2 separate regions of the Mus musculus genome follow, and region 2 is linked to region 1. The links are chromatin contacts, called in public Hi-C maps. All regions are on one chromosome and are shown on one strand. The core of a region is the stretch at or near the end of the contact, and the rest is flanking DNA. Distances in the headings are between cores, read along the strand shown.

The links. A called contact is a pair of places that touch in the nucleus more often than the background predicts.
Region 2: a Hi-C map of uterus shows a contact between it and region 1, with 1.5 times the contacts expected there. The contact joins two enhancer-like sites. A contact is called at or near these places in 8 of 39 promoter capture datasets (the 3T3-L1 cell line, 3T3-L1-derived adipocytes, the HPC-7 cell line and 5 more), 3 of 484 Hi-C or Micro-C datasets (the HPC-7 cell line, brain and uterus) and 1 of 115 datasets of contacts at active chromatin or transcription factors (embryonic stem cells).

The regions. Positions count from the first base shown.
Region 1 is chr16:77,555,336-77,558,035 of GRCm38.p6, forward strand. Mir99ahg (Mir99a and Mirlet7c-1 host gene (non-protein coding)) reads left to right here. Exons shown (of 5, transcript NR_015543.3): 5 at 587-2,700. Among named protein-coding and RNA genes, the nearest start is that of Mir99a, 42 kb to the right of the region's middle. Within about 2 kb of position 1,331, at least 2 of the 459 cell types and tissues checked have an H3K27ac peak or open chromatin away from gene starts, as enhancers often do. A contact at or near this core is called in uterus, where this site is marked.
Region 2 is chr16:77,635,317-77,638,016 of GRCm38.p6, forward strand. No RefSeq gene overlaps it. Among named protein-coding and RNA genes, the nearest start is that of Mir125b-2, 9.6 kb to the right of the region's middle. Within about 2 kb of position 1,360, at least 45 of the 459 cell types and tissues checked have an H3K27ac peak or open chromatin away from gene starts, as enhancers often do. A contact at or near this core is called in uterus, where this site is marked.

The DNA.
Region 1 (2,700 bases), core at 81-2,580:
ATGCATGTGCATCATATTCTTGGTGCCCAGGGAGATCCGAAGAGAGCATCAAATCTCCTAGAACAGGAGTTACAAATAGTTGTCCTGAACCACTCTGTGGTGTGGTGAGAACTGAGCCTGGACCTTCTGCAAGAACGAACGCTCTTACCCCGTGAACCATCTCTCCAGCCCCAAATCTGGAGTTGTTTAGTTTTTAATTTTGTTATTATAGTTATTTTGTTTCATTTTTATCAGTACTCCATGGTTTTCGTTTTTGCATGTCATCCTTCCAAGATGTCAAGTGTGAAGTATCGAAATTTGGCTAGTAAGGATGAACAGCTGAGTCGAAATGATTACGGATACCCTGTGACACACTAACCAGCCCCATCTACATAGGACATTTGTGTAATAATGTGCCTGCCTCCTTTGTCACCAGCAATGTTATTATGAGTAGGTGAAGTAGGAACCGAGGGTGCCTTGAAACAGTGTCTGGGTACCCAGGTTATTGAATACTAATATTAAATGTTGATACTGACTTTAAAGCTATCGGATCCTTGTATTTTCCCCACCTCCACGTCATGTCATCTCTTTTCCATTTCTTTCCCAGGTTATCCTGAATGGTCACTCAGACAACATTTTACTCAACTATAAAGGTAGGGGAAATCTTTTGATCATAAATTTATTTTAACAGTTTCAAAGTATCCTCAGTAGATATAGATAGGATTGATTCCATCCATTGTCGGTAATGTGCCATGATCGATTATCTCCCCTGAATTGCTAAACTTGAATTCGCACAATCAGTGTTTGTCAGTCCAAATGTTTTCTATACTGTTTGTTTTACTGTGGAAAACATTCTGCTACATATAAGTCATCATCTTCTATATTACTTTCTCCATGATTTTATAGTAACTTGACATACTATATACAATTTTCAAATATCAGGAACCTTCACATGTGTACTGATAAATGATAGACAGACAATATGTAGATACTTAGCATCTCTTATGCACAGTGGTTTTATATTTTTCTTGCTATTCTACAGCTAAAGATTTTAAGGAAATAGCTCAAATATCCAAAACACAAATCCTACTTGTGAATAATTTCACAATATAATGTTAATTTGAAAGGATATTTTTAGTATTTACTTTGCTTACAATTCCTGAAAATGCAGCCCTTTGCTTGCTTAGGGCGTACATGAAGATAAATTTAGAGATTCTACTCTAGTAACTACTTCTCTGCTAATAACTTAATTGTAGCTATTTCAAACCAAATTGGTTAATTGTGGTGAATCATGTGCAGCTTGCTCAGATGTAGGTCATTCCCCGCTCCCACACTCTAGGACCTCGTTTCTAATCCGGGACAGACTGCTTCTTGCCTAAAGAGAGAAAAACGGTGCAGATCACAGACCTTGGGTAAAACCAAAACAATAACGTAAAAATTAGCAGTGCACCACGGAATCAGAGTGTTCCCGTTCAGATGGGAAGGTAGGCTGCATTTATTTAGACCTGGGTTAATGATTTCTTAGCTTTGTTATGTTGTTGCTCTAAGATTCCTGGCCACCAAATCATGGCCTGGAGGAGGATGTTTCCCCATCTGTAGAGTACATGGGGTAACGTAATTCTTGGCAATGGAAATGAAGAGCAACTTAAATAAACCAAAAGAAGTTGAGGCCTGTAAAATGACTTCTGATGCTCCTTTGGAAGATACGGTGCTGGTTCATTTGGTGCTCTCAATGAATGATGGAGGAGTTGATCCCAAAATATGACATGCAGCTCCTGGTGAGACCATCAGAAGGGTTGATGGGAGGAGACCGTGTGCAACTCATGCTGAGGCCATCTTGATGAGGTGGTCATGGCAGCTACAGAGCTGTCTCTTTATTTCTGCTGGGTGCAGATCTAGTCTGTAGGCATCTTTGTAGAATATGGGTTGTATTATTTCTGATGAGTAGGCAAGGTCTTACGATTCCACTCAGACTTTATACATGTCGTCCATTGTATTGAAAACTCCTGATTTAGATTGTTTCACTCACTGGCTTTCATCTTCATGTGATGTTGCTGACGTTTCTGATATGTTGAAACAATAAGTACCTAAGTCTTGCTGCTAATTGACTAAAAGCTCCTTTTATGATTTAATTCTCAGAAATTAAAAATTCTGCAATTATGTGAGTTTTTAAATCATACCTTCATTGGAATTTTAGTATTCTAGGACCTGAATAGGAGGCCGATGTAACTCAGTAGTCAAATATTTTTCAAGCAGGCTTTGGGTTCAATTCTCAGCTATAAAAAAAGAATCATTTATGACTATAGATAATTTAATCATCACTATGGATACTTTTAAAATATTAGCAAGCAGTAATACATAAAAATCAATTTTTTCTGTAAACTAAGAAAAAGGGATTATTATTTTTAATATTTAGCATGATGAACTAGATTTTAAAATCTATTTTTAAAGAAAATAGATTATGCATATTTTCACCTCTAATACAAACCCTTGTTTTATGAATCATTTAATTATAATATAGAGAATTATACTATACAATAGGTGACATTTCCCCAAAAAGTTATCTTACTAACATTTGATTATTTCAGTCTTTCTTCATGTCCATAAACAACAATATTAATAAAGGCAAATGATACTTTTATAGTGTTGGCACGATTCGGAGCTTTTTCCTCTTTTAATTTAGATCTCCATCTAAGTCAACAGTGTCCATTTCCTCTTCTA
Region 2 (2,700 bases), core at 110-2,609, 80 kb after region 1:
ATTGTAGGGGATTGCCAGGGTGGGGAGGCAGGAGTGGGAAAACACTCTCATAGAAGCAGGGGGAAGGGGGATAACATTTGAAATGTAAATAAAGAAAATATCCAATAAAATGTAAAGAAAAAAGTTACTAACTTGATCAGAATAAATGAAAATGGACACACTATTCAGTAAGATAGTTAAACAATGAAAGTAACTTGGATACATATTTTATCCAAAGGAGAAAGTGACATATATTTGTGATTTCTTTGTATATTTTTTAGTACAATAGAAACAAGCTTGAGAATTCTGTGAGGAACACACTTTTATTTTTCCAAGTTGCATAAATGCTTGGTTTTTTGTTGTTGTGTTTTGGGATATTGGATCTATAACTGAGGACCCCATGACTGCTAACCAGAAACCATATCACTGAGCTATATGTCTGCAGGCCCACATGATGCGTGCATTCCTGTGAGGAAAATTGGTCATGAAATTGATCTTCTGATCATAATTTTAACATGGATATATTTTCTCTTCTGGGATTTAATTGGCTTTTACATTTATCCAGTCTTTGTGGCAGGCTCTTTCTTCAAAGGACTGACTGGTGTGTGTGTGTGTGTGTGTGTGTGTGTGTGTGTGTGTTTGTTTTGTGTGTGTGTGTTTTAGGAAGCAAGTGCTAGCTGTGTGCAGTTATGCACTTCTAAGATAAAACACCAATGGCTCTTGTTTTTGAGTTTCTCTTTGTGCCAGAGTTGCTTCCTTCCAAGAGCCCATGTGGAACACTTGTAATCCACTATTTGTTTCTTCCTGGACTCTGGCTCCTGCAGGGATTTACCTGCCTAGTTTGATGGAGATAGTCCATCCCTATTTTATTTCATATAGAATTTCTCATTTGTTTTACCTAAACAGAGACTGATAGTTAAACACAATTAGCCTTGAGATATTAGTAGGACAGTTTCTGGTATTGTGTCTGGTTTCTTTGCAGGATTTATTGGCGATGCTTCTGCACTTAACTTGGTATTTTAATATAACTCTTCAAATAGCAGTATGTCACAGGAAGTAAAAAGTTTTGAGAAAAGCTAAGCAAGTCGCTTGAAAGAAATGGATGTTTAACTGCTTAATCCAATTAGAGACTCTTAAGGTCTATATTGACAAAGATGACAATAGCCTTTATAAGCATTAATTTCATGACCCAAACACTCTGTAGAAGCGAATGTAGAATTTGTAGATCCTTCAGCAAATCCTCCCCGTTGGCTGAATTTATTTAAAGAGCTTTTCTGGTCACCTTTGAACCTCAATGATTTCTCCAGATGTACAGACGTGAACAATGTAAAAATCTTGCTGCTTCAGCAGAAATGATTCCAGCTGGCTGGGAACTGGATCTGCAAGTCATTGGTTACAGCTGTGTTTCGATTTATGTGATGGTTGAAAAAATACATTACCCGATTAGATGGCTAGAAAGAGGACTCTTTGTTTAGCCCTTGTGTGGGGACTGAAACTGTTTATGGTGCTGTTTTCTCCGCAGCCTTTGCAAAGTAAAGCTGGACAAATAGACTTATTCAATGCTCCTTAGAAATGCTGCATATTCAGCTTGAATTCTTTACTGGAGAAACTGTATCTTTTTTTTCTAATGCTGTCACCCACCGAATGTTTTAAAGGTCTAGCATTTAAAAGGAGCATTACATTTTCTGTGGTACTGCATACAGCGTTTAGTGATGAAAAGCAGTTTCCTTTGTTTAATATGTACTTTAAATGTGTCTTTGTCAGGCATGGGGGGGAATAGGAATATGCTTTCTCTTTAACTCAAGTTCTACAGTAGCATGGGATCTGAATCTAATTTCTAATTAAGATATTCACTTCTTATGAGCTCATTGCACATCGACAAGAAAGAAAGAAAGAAAGAAAGAAAGAAAGAAAGAAAGAAAGAAAGAGAAAGAGGGAAAGAAAGAAAGAAAGAGGGAAAGAAAGAAAGAAAGAAAGAAAGAAAGAAAGAAAGAAAGAAAGAAAGGAAGAAAGAAAGAAAGGAAGGAAGGAAGAAAGAAAGGAAGAAAGACAGGAAGGAAGAAAAAAGAAGAAAGAAGGAAGGAAAGAAGTGATTTCTAAGAAAGTATAATCAAGTATTTCTATGAGAGTTTTGAATTTGTGAATACTCTTTGTCATCTCAGGAAAGTTTACAGTGTTTATAGGGGTGTGGTTGGCAAATTATGTTATTTTCTCAATTCTTTCTCTGTATTTCTCTTCACACAGGGTCTTGCTAAGTTGTTTAGGTTGGCCCAGAATTCCCTTTGTAGCTCAGGTTGGCCTTTTAAATGTCTGCTCAGTCTACAAAATAGTTGGGCTAATAGGCCTGGGCCACATCACAGTTGGCTTAAAATTTAGGTTTGCCAAAAAGCAAAATGCAGATAATTCATGCAAACATACCTTGCTGAAGCAGCTAATATATTATGAGTAGATGTTTGCTTGTAGATTTTTTTCCAATGTAGTTGAGTCAATCCATTTAATTTAAAAACAACTTGTCAGAACCAACGACTTGTTTATAACTTAATCAGATATATGGAGAAAAAAAAACCACAGTGGCATTTTTAATTTTAACTTCCCAGGTGGCACCAACTTTTAGGATTAATCCAACATTCTTAAAAAAACAATTTTTATTATACTCATTGAATGCCTCTGTGTGTGTGGTAGGGTATCTAGAAAGGTCACAGTATACATGTGGTAGTCAGA